Linked DNA regions of Mus musculus: region 1 is linked to region 2. A link is a contact called in public Hi-C data. All regions are on one chromosome and are shown on one strand. Each heading gives the region's core, a stretch centred on a gene start, on an enhancer-like site or on the middle of the called end of the contact. The rest is flanking DNA. Distances are from core to core; before and after follow the strand shown.

The links. Hi-C and Micro-C count contacts between places; a contact is called where the count stands out from the background.
Region 1: a contact with region 2 is called in a Hi-C map of liver, with 2.6 times the contacts expected there. The contact joins the enhancer-like site here to the promoter of Chrm3 in region 2. A contact is called at or near these places in 7 of 484 Hi-C or Micro-C datasets (cortical neurons, embryonic stem cells, liver and 1 more), 1 of 115 datasets of contacts at active chromatin or transcription factors (liver) and 2 of 9 other capture datasets (liver and pancreatic islet).

What each region holds. Positions count from the first base shown.
Region 1 is chr13:10,441,110-10,448,126 of GRCm38.p6, forward strand. All of the region lies in intron 3 of Gm26861 (a long non-coding RNA gene), which reads left to right. Among named protein-coding and RNA genes, the nearest start is that of Chrm3, 84 kb to the left of the region's middle. Within about 2 kb of position 4,757, at least 4 of the 459 cell types and tissues checked have an H3K27ac peak or open chromatin away from gene starts, as enhancers often do. A contact at or near this core is called in liver, where this site is marked.
Region 2 is chr13:10,358,282-10,365,008 of GRCm38.p6, forward strand. Chrm3 (cholinergic receptor, muscarinic 3, cardiac) reads right to left here and starts at 2,522. Exons shown (of 5, transcript NM_033269.4): 1 at 1,983-2,522. Gm26861 (a long non-coding RNA gene) reads left to right here and starts at 1,198. Exons shown (of 7, transcript XR_001780860.2): 1 at 1,198-1,655.

The DNA of each region.
Region 1 (7,017 bases), core at 3,507-6,006, 85 kb after region 2:
GGTGCACTGTAGAAGACAACCACTGTGTCATTTCTAGAATACAGAGTACTGTTGGTCAGTCAGGTGGATAATTTGATTCTGTTGCAGAAGTCTCAGAGCTGTGTCCATTTCTTGAAATAATCATTATGTAAAACAAATGATAGATATCAAACATTATCTTGAATAAGTGTAGGGTTGTAATAACTAACTCGGCCAATTTAATAATATTTGCCATATGCAAGAATCTGGAGAGTAACTATCATTTCCAGGCACTAGTGCTTAGAACGTTGCAGTGAGTAGGACAGGCAACATGCAACAGCATGAACTTAGAGTGGGGGGACATGTGCTATGAGACAATGCATGCACTTTATGAAGGACTAAGTCTTACAGCAGTGAGAATGGAGGGGAAGCATAAAACTTGATAATGAATAGAGATACTGAAGGCTACTATTTTCATGAGACAAGACCTGAGGGAAGCCTTTGACTGACTGTCTGTGAGAAGAGTGAGCCAGACAGAAGGGACAGCAAGTGAAAGGCCCTGGGATTAGGTCAGGGTCACCAGGTGTCTTTCAGGGATCCAAAGGGAAGCCTTTGTGGTGGGAGACTGTGGACCTAGCAGGAGTGAATAGTCATCGTAGAGGTGAGGTAAGAGGGGGCAAGGTCTGGATCAAGATTTTGTAGGCTATAGTGAGAATTTAAACTTTCTCCACATGTGATTTCAGGAACTCCAGAGAATGAGTGACATGAGGTCTCATTTTTAGAAAGGTCCCCCAGTCTTCTGGCTGTACTATGGATAGTATTAGAAGCATGAAGACTATTTAAGAAACTACCATGGTATGCATGGGGTTGACCTTAACTGAGGCAATGTTGGGGAAAAATGAAAACAATTTATAAAGCTAGGGGACATTTCAATGAGAGTGATTCTGGACTTTGTGATTATTTGAGTTTTGGACATGAACCAAAAACTGACTTCAAGCATGGCAGACTAAGTGGACTGGGGTGCAGTGGTGCCATTTACTAAGATGAAAGAGAACTAGAGTGCCAAGATATTATGTGTGTGTGTGTGGAGGGGAGCAAGGATTTATGTTTACATGGACCTAAATAAATCAATTATTGTGCACACATATAAAGAAGGTAGTTTGGTATCAAGTTGGCATTGCAGAACGAGAACAGACTAGAGAACCCATGAGAAAGTGTTAGGTTTGTAATACCAAATGCCCTCTGTACTCTGTGTATTGACATTAGGTTCCAAGATGACAATGCTGTTTTGAAAGGATATGGGGCCTCAGGATGGAGAGGCATTGGATACAAAGGGCAGAGTTTAAGAGCCCAGATTCCAGTCTTCCCTCTGCTATCCTCCACAGTGTGAGTGAGATGTGCCATAAGCTCCTGCTGTAGGTACCAAACTGTTTCAGTTCCCCGCATAATGATAATGTGCACTTTGGATCTAAGAGCACACATGAGCAGCTTCTGTCTTGTATTTGATTGCAGTAGTGACTAAACAATACAGAGAGCATCTGTGTAGTGAAGTTGAGAGACGTGTGGATGACTTGCATGTGGAAATATTTCATGAAGAATATAATCAAAGTAATTCTTCATCCATGGATTAAAGTTCATATCATTCTTTCTGGTATTAGACTTATCACGCCCTGTCATGACTGCTGGCATGTTGGTGTTGCCTCAACTTCTTTATGTTGTATTCTATGCCAAACTAGGATCCTTTGTCTATCAATTTGTTTAAATTTAACTTGGCAATTACTTCTCACATTATTTTCAAGAGGTACTAACTCATTCTTTTCTTTGTACTCTTCTCCAACTGCATTTCTTTTAAGATCTCATAGGAATATTCTGTACTTGATTTGATAATATGTGAACAATGGCCATATGGTAAGTATTGTTGCCATGTTGCTTTATCAATGCTTTGATTCTGTATAATTTTGCTTTTGTGTGTGTGTGTGTGTGTGTGGTGTCTGTGTACAGTATATATATATATATATATATATATATATATATATATATATATGCATGAGAGGGAGAAAATTAGATAGACAGACAGACAGATAGATAGATAGATAGATAGATAGATAGATAGATAGATAGATAGATAGATGGATGGATAGATAGATAGTTGGATAGATGATAGATAGAACTTGTCTAAGCCAGAGATCAAGCCTCAGTCACTATCTACCTTTCTATTGAGACCAGACCTCTTACTGAACCTGCAGCTCACCAATTGGCCAGACTGGCTGGCAAGGGAGCCCAGTGTTTCTCTTGTGTTCACCTCCCAGCACTGGGATTATTGGCATATACCATCATATCTAGCTTTTTACACACTCCTGAGGGATCCTAACTCGGGGCTCCTGCTTGCACAACAAGCATTTATCCCCCTAAGTCACCTCTCTGGCTCTAGATTCTTCTTATATTAACCAGGACGTTTGGTGCAATGTCATGTTAATAATTATCACACTGCTGGTAATCCGTATGAACACAATGATAATAACAGTTCATACTATTTAACAGAGTGCCACTGTTTGCAAAAGGTGCTCACCTAAATTACCTCACTTTGGCTTCTTGATAAAGCTGGAGGGGAATATTTGGATTCTTCCCCTTTTACAAGAGTTTCTATTCAATTGCCATTATGGCACCTGATCAAAGAAACAGATATGTAGAGACACCTAGTCCATTGCCTTACAATTTGAAATAATATTTACATTTAATTAGGTAGCAGATGAGAACAGACCAAAAGTACATATGTGCAGTAATCAAAGGGGCACTGGCCTGCTCTATATGAGCAAACACTGTTAACTGTGGGCCAAGAAGGAATTCTAGCTGCTCTTTATATGCCAATTGTGGTTGTTTTCTGGTCTAGCAGAGTTATGTGGTCGTTGGGTGTTTTGTTTGCATGTATGCCTGTGCACCATATGTGTGCCTGTTGCCTGTGGAGGACAGGAAAGTGATGTTAGATCCTCTGGAACTTCAGACAATTGTGAGATAAGACATGGGTGCTGGGAATTGAAGTTGGGTCCTCTGGAACTACAGCCAGTGCTTTTAACCCCAATCCATTTCTCTGGCCCTTGCTACCTTTCATATAGAACAGGTTTACACTTCTTCACGTAAGCACAGGAACAACCCTGCTGTTTAAGAAGGCCGGGATTGTTAAGGCGTCAAAGAAAGTAAATGTACTATTGTATCCTTTCCATATAAAATATTCCCTAGCAAAGATAGAAAGGATTCACAAAGCTCTGAACCATTGAGGTCCTCCTCCCCCTTCCCCCTTTCTCCTTTTCATGGAGCATGCTCTTGTGTCTGCTTCCAGCAAGGATTATTTGTCAACTCAGAAAGTTCCTTCCTCATTAAGAGAAATCACAGGAAGGAAGGGGCCTGAGAGAATCCCTTCATTGTCTACATTAAGAAATTATTTTTAACTTTCTTTAATATCCCATGACCAGAAATTGCCGCTTTTGTTTAAGGCAAGTTTTCTTAGGCTAACATATTTTCTCTTTATTTTGATGAGCGACAGGAAACATGCTGTGAAGCTTTAAATAAATCATTGAATTCCTCAGTGCTTAATTGCTCTGCTATGAAGGGAGGTAGTTGAACTGTGTGAGCTCTGTTCTGCTAATTTAAAGATTCTGAGTCTATGATATGCACGATAGTTTAAATATAACTCTCCGCTTGTCCTGTCATATGTGACATTCCTTTGTAAGCTCACTCCCCCCCCCCTTTATGTTCAAGATCAATGTCTCTTATATAGTTCTACAAGCATAATTACTGCTAAAATATTGATTGTTTTCAAATGTAAATCTACAGCTCATCATTCTCTAAACTGTTTCTGGATTATAGATTGAACTCATCTAAATACAGCTCTACTCTTAGTAAGGGTGGAAATCCCCTCACTCCATCCAACCATGTAAAGGATAAAGGATGTGCTCTACACATCAGAAGGACTTTGGAGAGTTTTATAATTAAGAAAACTGCTTCTAGCAGTGTTTCAAGGGCTCACTGGGTACCAAGACGGTCTTTGTGTACCTATCTCCTCTTGAATCCTTCATAAGCACTATACATACATCTCCTTGTTCTTGAATAATTCATAGTGAGTTAGGGTCCCTTTTCTAGTTGTGTATGCTTCAATGGAAGGCTAACTACTAAAATTGCTATTTCCCAATTCACAATACAGTTTTCCATTCATATTTATTCTTGGCAGTTATATTTTTGTGTTAGAGGTTAAAAAAATCTAAGTGATTCATATGTGAATAATTGCTGAACATAGACCAATAAGAAAAGGAATTAAGAATTAAGAGAAAAGAAAACCTCAGGGTGCACAACTCAGTTTGAGAAAATACTGTAATATTTATGGTTTTCTTTCTACTCCAGTGTTAGTAAAAATAGGTTTCAATGGAAATCATCAACAGAATATTTACTGTGGGGTGCAGAGGAAATATTCTGGGGACATAAAATCATTTGAAGACCAAATATTGCAGATATGAATTGAGATTTTTGATTGTGTTTCTGAAATTGCAAAGATTCCTCCCAACCCTTAGCAGGAAGTACTTCAAATGATGCCATTTTACGAATCCAACTACACAGAACAAACTTCCTTACAACCAGCCCTTCCAGAGAATAATAAAACCGTCTGTAAATATTAGAATGGAGTTGGTGAAGACTCTCATTTTCTGTGTGCACGTTTGGGACTAATTGGATGCAGACAGCTGCCTTGACTTCATGGCTCATCTGTGAACTGGATTATTAAACAAGGTCATTCTTATCGCTTGTCACAAACCCAGCCTACCTTAGTTAATTGTTAATAGCCTGGACCCATGGCTTTCAGTAACTGAGTTATCAGGTCAGTAACATGTGGAACAGTTATTTAAAGTGAAAGTCATTCCCCACTTGCTTTATTCTAAGCATTAAACAAATGGCCTTTGATGGGCAAAGATGTAATGCTTAAATTGCATGTCAAGGGAATATGTTTTCTCTTATGAAGCTAAGAGCAGCAATTTAAGTAAATGAGCTTGACTGCTCAGACCTTGTTCACAACTGAAACTCTACTCACTCCTGTAGAGAACACTTTATTCTTATCCCCAGAATTCAGTTTTAAAGAGAACAACTAGCTGTCTCCTGAAGGCTTCAGTGACACCCAAATGATGTTATGGGGTGAATTTTCTACAAGAAGAAAGGTTTAGAAAAACAAGGGAGATGTCAGAACAGATTCATATGACAAAATGGGATACATAAAACATTTTATCATTTTTTAAATACCATCTCAACCTTTTCAGCTAACAAGAAGAAAGGGAAGTTTGCCAGCCCAAGATGATGAGGACATAGAAAATAAATGACTGACGGCCATCAAGTCAATAAAATACAATAGAAAAGAAAGTCAAGTATATTTTAGCTGCCATGCCAAAAAAATCATCTTACTTTTTTCTTTTGAGTAGAATACTTGAAGACCGCACAATTTATAGAAAGCAAATAATCTGTTTCTTACAGCTTTGGAGACAGTGCTGCACAAAGCCATGGGGCAGGTGTGCCATGAGAGCCTTCCTGCTGATTCACAGCATACTGGAGGATGTCCTACAGTGAGAGGCAATGTTAGTGACACAGAGAAATTGGGTCACACTATTCTTCTATCAGAAGCCCACTCCCATTACTTCCAGTTAATGGTCTTAATTTATTCATGAGCATATGCCCTTATGACCTCATAGTCCTTTAAAGTCTCCTGCTACACTGCTACTATGAGGATTCAGTTTCAACCTGAGCTTTAGAAGGGACACTCAATCCATCACAACCACATATCACTACTTCATTTCCTGTCTTCAGACACAAAGGACGATCTCTTTCAGGAAAGAGCATGAGAACTCACAGTTGTTGTTGTTTTTTGTTTGTTTGTTTGTTTTTACATTGGTCATTGTATACAAGGGTAGAATTATCTATACAGATATATATGGATCTTTTTTTTTAAACTAAAAATACATTTATAAAATCAGCAGACATTTCTTTGAAAGTAAGAACACGAACTCCATAAAAGATGGATATTATTTTAACACAAAACTCATCCTAAGGTTTGAACATTTTTAAGTCATTCTTTTTGGGATCCCTTTATGGATCTTCCAGGTCATGACACACAGGTGTTACCCTTGACAGAGACTCACCAATATCAAGTGCTCATTAACATTTGCTTGTGGTGGATTCTGGAGATAATTTGGATCTCTAGATTTACCAGAGACTAAATTGGTCTTACTGAAATAATATGAAAAAAAACCTTTAAAGTTTAGCCAAGAGAATTTAGAAATTTGGGTGTGAGTCTCTGCTCAGGTATGGAATGTGCTGGAGCTAAACAAAACAACACAAAGCAAAATAAAACAAAAAAAACACAAAACAAAAAAGCAAAGCAAAGCAAAACAAAACAAAACAAATGCAAGGTCACTGAGTCTCAAAAGTAGGACCATTTAAGGCTTTTCCATTCATTCCCTATAGCTCATGAGACCTGAGGAAGACCTTACAGTCTGTGAACAGGCAGAGTTTAGTCTCAGCAAAATCCAAGGGCACTCCCGAGGAGATCTCCAATTATGAGATACTCCATTTAAAAGATTTATTTCCAATTAAAAGAATTCAGTGGCATTTCTTCTTGCTTTCTCTCACCTTTTTAACTTTTGAAATCCAAGGCCTATACAGACGGCACAGATCTTGTTTCCTCCATGATCACTTGCCACCTGATTCTATTAAATATCCTTCTTGATCTTTTCATGAAATATTAGAGAGGATTTTCAATAAGGTACTAGTTAACATTCTGTCATTATAACAAAGTATCTGAGCAAATTACCTATAAAGAAAAAAAGGTCTTGGCTCATGGTTAGGGAAGTTCCAGTCTATGATCCACTGGCTCTGATGTATTGGGTCTCTGCCAAGAGAAACATATGAAGGTCAGAGTACATAGTAGAGCTAACTGACTGTACCATGATCCATGAAGCAGGGACAGATAGTTAAAAGAAAAGACAAAGTTCCATTTCCAGTGACCTAAGGACCACTTGTAAAGTGCCA
Region 2 (6,727 bases), core at 1,272-3,771:
TCCATACAATCTACTTCTTCAAATTACACCCTTGCCTAACAATTTTCTACGACCAAAGATTTATGCTCAAAGGTTTCTCAAAAGGTCTTGCCTTTTATCTCATTTTGTTATTAAACTATTGAGTCCATTTAAATCATTATCTAGTATTGTTTGTTTTAAAGTCTTACATCACTCTTGTTTTCCTGTTTAATTCCACCTCAAATCACCCTCCCCAAGCCTAAGGTACAGTCTATATCGGATCTGCAGCCATTATTTTTAATAGAGTAATCCATTGCTAAAGTTGTGTTGTCTTACAGAACTTCGGAAATGACATGCCTTCTGGCTTAACAGTAGGTAACTGCGTGTTAAGCTAACGGAGGCAAGCCACACAAACATCGTCTAAAGACAGAGTTATCAAGTGGTAGATGTGGGGTTCACACTCCACTTCTGTGGCCTATGAGATCACACATGGAAGAGGTAAGCATGACCCCTGCACATGTATACGTCCCAACACCAGCTCCTGCCACAGCAGGGAGCCACCAGCGAGTGGCACAGCAATGGAAAGACCTCATTCCTGTTTAATATTCATCCACCGCATCCATGTGTGCATTTTTCCAGGCTCCCCTTTCTCCTTTTTGAAAGGTATATCTTCCTGTAAGATCTCTCCAGCAAATCCACTAGCACTGTTTTAAACACAGGAAACCGTGTTGAACCGTTCCTGCAGAATAAGTGCTTTCCCAATATGAAACGCTCTGGACTCCATAATTATTAAGCAGGCTTTTAAGAATATGTTCTGTTTTCAAATAGTAACCCAAAAAGGGGTGGGGGCGGGGGCAAAGTGCTGTGTGTGTGTGTGTGTGTGTGTGTGTGTGTCCAGGAATGGTACATTTCCTATCTTGTTGAACCTCAGAGGCAAAGAGGGAAAGGAAAGATCTGTTGAAAGCTCACAATGAAGTGGTCAGTTTCCCTAACAGCAGAGTCTGCCACCCTTTCAAAACCCTGTCAAGAATATCAGTGGAGTCGGGTGGGTGGATGGTGGCATATATGCTTACAGACTTCAGACAGGTTCAAAACACTTATCCACAAAACAAGGTCTGCGGTTTTGAAAAATGCATCCATATGGATGCGAGTCCCCAATGCTCCTTTCCTCTCTTACTTCCAACCCTTGCGTGCAAGGAGAGTCTCACACACCGGCAGACAAGGCAGCGTCACAATTCCAATACTCAAAGCGTGGAGTGGACAAGTGAATTCTACCCCTTTGGGTCAACCATCTCCCTGACCTCAGCGGTTTAAAAACCACCACATAGAAACAAGCTGCGCACAGAAACGAGGTTGTGCCAGAAAGGAGCGGGAAGACTCCGGAGAAGAGATCCGGTATAGTTTAGCAGCTCTGGCTGAGCCAGAGTAGACTCGCGCCCTGGCGCAGTACCCTCTCCCAGGTCACCAGGCGTGGAATGAAAACCGCCTTTTCGCTCCAGAAAAGTGACCCCAAGAGTCGTCCCTCGCTGCAAGGTTGGCAGGGATCTGACTTAGCTTTCCTAAAAAAAAATTAAAACGGTATTGAAAGGCCCACAGAGGACCCAGCACACAGGAGCCCAGACAAACAGCTCTGGCGCTCCCTTCTTCGCTTTTGGATCCTGCCTATGAGAGAGAAAAAAGAAGCCCAAGGGATCCGGGTGAGCTGACAGGGGTGCTCTCTTGGCCACTGACCGCCTGCCCCTGTCTTTCCCAGGCGCTCGGGTGCCACCTCCGCATTCTCCACCCTTCGTCCCTGCGCTCCAACTCCTCACCAGACAGATATCCAGTTCCTGTTCCCCTAGATTGACAAAACCACCTCTCTTCGTCCCTCCTCAGTCCTTCCTTTAAACTCCACCAGCAAACAAATTTCCTACGGAGGCAGAAAACTTTTCCCCTTATTTCACCACCAGATAAGGCAAGAAACCGGGTCAGGTTCGCTGCTAGCCTCTCTGCACTGCGCGGTAGCGAGCAGCGCACGTCCTTACCTGGCAGCCGTGCTCCAGGTGGCTGTCCCACTCCAGTCCTCCGCGCCTCCCCGAATCTCCCGGACTGTCCAGTCCGCTCTACCGAACCTCGGTCTCTCGCAGCAGGGAGTTCGGAGACAGCGACTGTCCTCAGGTTCGCTCGTGCCTCGGAGCCGCCCTTGTCTGCATCGCCCGGCTTCTGGGTGCAAGCGCAGCTGCGGGCTCCTCCCGGCCGGTCGCGAGTGCGGGGCTCCCGGCTGCAGCCGACTTGGCCCGCGGTTGCGCTCCCGGGTCCGAGCGCGCTCCGCCCGCGGGCAGCTGCGGCCGCGCGTCACATGCCGCCTCTCGGCAGCAGCCGTGGCACCTGCCCGGGCGACCGCACTGGGGCTCGGTTAGTCCGCCCCCGCGTCCTGCGCGCCCCTGCCCACCCCAGCCCTCTCTGATCTCGCCTTAATTTTTTTTTTTTTTACCCTCCTGCTCTCTCACTTCTCATTCCTTTTCTCTGCCTCTTTGTATATGTTTTATTCTTTTCTCCAAAAGCAGACAGAAGGCGCTCCAAGTGGGAGGAGATCTGTCCCTCCTCATGAACTCTTCCTCTGCCTGGTGGTGGCGATCGTGGCTACTGCTGCCCTCGTCCTCCTCCCCTTCCTCCTCCTCCTAGTCCTTCTTCTTTCAGTGTAACTCACTAGCTGCCTGCTGGAGCCCTAAACCTGCTCTGTTTCTGAGCATGCCCAGTGGCACCGCGGGCTCCTCGCTTCTCCCCGCGTGCTGGCTTGGCTGTATTCTCCGCCTGGCAGGGGCGAGGGAAACCAGCCCAGGGAGATCCTGGGTACTTTTCGGATAGGATCGCTAGAGGCCGGGCACAGAACCTGGGCGAGGAGTTTCCACCCACCCAGCGTGGCCTCACGTGCTCCCTATTTGCGCTCAGTGTTTCAAGGGTTGATGTTGATCAGATGTTTCCGTGTTCCATTTGAAGTCTGAAGTGGGTTTCCTTCAATTGCTTAGAAGGGTATGAAGAATGCGATTTCTTGGACTGAACTTATGGACAAGTGAACCTCAGCTCCAGAAAATAAAGGAGCCGGCTGGCAACCTTTCTCAAGGGGACAGTATGGTGCGTGTACGATTTGAGATTTAAAGAGCGTTTGTTTATGCAGAGCGAAGTAGCAGAGGACAGGGCAGCTTTGCTCCCCAGAAGTTTACACTTTAGGAGAAATTAGAGAAGCACTGCTGAAAAGAACGCGTCTGCGTGCATATGCACATGTGTGCACACTTTTTTTTTTCAGCCAGGAAAATTAAACCACAGTCTCACTAGTCTCTCTCTCTCTCTCTCTCTCTCTCTCTCTCTCTCTCTCTCTCTCTCTCTCTCTCTCTCTCCCTCCCTCCCTCTCTCTCTCTCTCTACCTTCCTCTCCCTTCTTCCTTCCTTCCTCTCTTTGTTTCTTTTTCTTTATCCCTGACCCTTCCTGCTCTTCCTCTCTCTCTCCCTCCCTCTTTCCTTCTTTCCTTGTTTCTTGCTTCTCTAGCCCTCCTCTTCCCTGGGGTCTGCTTTGAACTCCCATCTTGATCTTTCTTCCCCCCTCTTCCCATGTGGTGGGATTTCTGGCAAACCTAGCCAGGCTTTTAAATTCATATACAACTCCAGAGGAATGTGAAGCTGGGAGAAAGGGGGATTACTTACTATAGACTAATGTCAAGTAACTAAATAAGGACAGAGTAGCGAGCTCTAACAAAGTACTAGATACTAAGGAGGCTGCTGCTGCAGCAGTATGTGGCTTTTCCTAAACACAGATAAAAATGATGATATAACATTCTTATAAAAGCACACGCCTGTAACCCTAGGATTTGGCAGTCTGCGACAGGATGGCCCATGAGTTCAAGTTTAGCTTGGGCCATACAGACAGCCTATCTCTAAATAAATAAATAAGAGTGGACCAATGCAACAGTGTCTTTGGGAAGAAGAGACAAGGGGGACTGCAAAGAAGGAAGAAAGGAGAGAGAGAGGTAAGGCTGAAGCAGGAGGTCAGAGGAATAAGAGAGAAGGAGTACAGGTGTGCACAACAGGAAACAAAACTTCACAGTTTAAAAAGAAGCAACATTATTTTTGGTTCTATTTAGAGCAAGAAGGAAAACAGAAGAGAGAGATGTGATATGGAAATTTTGTCAAGGAATATAGAATAGTTAGTACGGCACTTCCTTTCATGACTGTCTTTCCTGGGTAGAACAGTCCTTAAGGGAAACACAACTAAATTGCTCTTAGAGGGAATTCAAGTCAAAAGAAAATTTCTAATGAGGAGGCCTGTGGCTGCTCTCAGGTGAGTTGCATGCTGGGTGCTGAGGTGGGAAGCAGTAATCCTATAGCAGACTCTTGTTTCCGTCCCTTTCAGTTGGTAAGATGATTATTGTCTTCACATGTTCTTCCACGTTTCAAAACAAATATTCAAACCACACATTGAAAGCATTTGTTTTAAGTTCATCTGGGGCTGGAGATGCAGCTCTAGTTGGCAGAGTACCTGCTAAACATGCATGAAGTCCTAAGTTTGATTCCAAGTACCACAGAAACCATGGTGGCTCATATCCATAACCACATTGGGAAGATGGATCTGGGAGGATCAGCTGTCCAGGGTCATCCTTGTCTACACAGGGAGGAGGAGGCCAGCCTAGGATACACGAGACTCCAAGGAAAAAACAGTTTTATTATTCTGATCATGTACTTGGTTTTGTCTTATTATTATTCCTTGCACAATAAAGTATAATAACTACTTATATAGCATTTGCACTGTGATTAGTATTGTAAGTAATCTGGAGAGGATTTAAGAATGGAAGAACATATGCCATATATGAATGGTACATTTATATAGGGGTCTTGAACACCTTTGGGTTTAAGTGTCTGCAAGGGTCTCACAACCACTATGCCAAATATATTGATAAAAGGCATATTAATTGGTGGATTATAAGAATGAATGATAACATGCATGAAACATATACTATATCTAGTGTGAGGTATGTATTCCATTTTAGGGCCCTTAAATCCCATAGTGAAAAGCAAGACAAAGGTAAAAGGGTAAGGAAAGTAAGTGTTCATTTGATAGGAAAGTGGATTTAAGTTATATTGCACTCTCACTGGTATGAATACAGGTGCCTTCAATAGTATTTGGTGAATCCATAGACCAGGCTCTGTGGATCATGCTTTTCAGAAACATCCAAGTGTCGTCGTCGTCGTCAAGTCCTCCTCCTCCTCCTCCTCCTCCTCCTCCTCCTCCTCCTCCTCCTCCTCCTCCTCCTCCTCCTCCTCCTCTTCTTCTTCTTCTTCTTCTTCTTCTTCTTCTTCTTCTTCTTCTTCTTTTTAAAAATATTTTTATTAGGTATTTTCCTCATTTACATTTTTGTTTGAGGATAAGCTTCAGTAGTAGTTCTCTAAAGAAGCCATGAAATAAATCAATTGTGAATAGTCAGGAGAGGAAAGGAAATATTTACACCTTAGGAATATATGTCTGTCTGTCTGTCTGTCTGTCTCTCTCTCTCTCTCTGTGTGTGTGTGTGTGTGTGAGTGTGTGTGTGCAAAACAATCATCTCTGCTCAGATACATGCATAAGTGACATGTGTGTGTTATCCTAAGCATTCTTCCTGTTGTCTCTATGAACATGATAAATGAAAATTTAATGTTTGTGTTGAATAAACTACAGACTAACAGTTCGGATAGAATTGCCCTGAGTTTCTTGTTAAGTAGATTATATTTGATTCAAATAAGAAATTTGTTTCTGAGTTTGCTGACTTTTTGTTCAGAAGACCTACTGCTCAATGGCACTTCAGCGGAAAGTGTAACGTGTATTTGCTAGATTTGAACATGAGCTGGACTAAGATCAATGCTAGTTTGTAACAGGTCAAAAGCAAGACACCCATGAATATCTACTCTTAGATACTGATCTGAAAGAAGGCAGATCAAATGAGGATGAAATATATGTTGATATTCTGTATACATTAAACACATCCTAGATATTTACTGTCTAAAAAAGAAAAAATAAACCCATACAGTAAAATTATAAGATTCAGTTACTAAGGGGAACCCTCTGGTTATAAATAATAAAAGTAGCTAATCAAATACTTCTCTTTCTGCTGTAAGATAGCTACAAAGCTCTGTGAAGACAATATAAAATAATACATGTAGGTATAAAGCATGGCCAATGGAAGATTGGAATTTAGGGTATTGAGGTTACATTGAATGAGCATATTCCTATTTTTTTCTTTATGAAACATATTTTCCTTAAATAGAAAAAAAATACAGAGAGGTGAAAGCTCAGCAGGGTCAGGCCAGTTTTCTGGGTGAAAACACGTGACAAGAGAGCTGGTGGTTGGCAAGGAGGCTGAGATCTTCACATGCAGCAAGGCCTATGTTTCTGGAGGGTAGATGGAGTGTGGGGCAGAGAGGCTGAGATCTATGTGGAGTTTCTTTAGAACATGCCTTTCAAGGAAATATTTGAATCTGGGTCCTTCCAGAATGGAAAGACTTTGGTGAACACCTTAGAAATCTTAAAAATTCCTAGGTAAAAGCAACTTCTTAGATGTGTGGTTGCTGGCTATAAAGAACACATGTGAGATAGATATGTATAAAGACTTTGGACTGGGGGGGGGGTTCTTTGAAAGGTTACTGTGGTCAACAATAATGCCACTGGCTAGAACACAGCTCTGGAAGTTCATTAGAAAAAGAAACTATAAGCTAGACTCTCTACAACTGCACCCTGCAGCACTCGACTTAGGGCTGGAGAGATG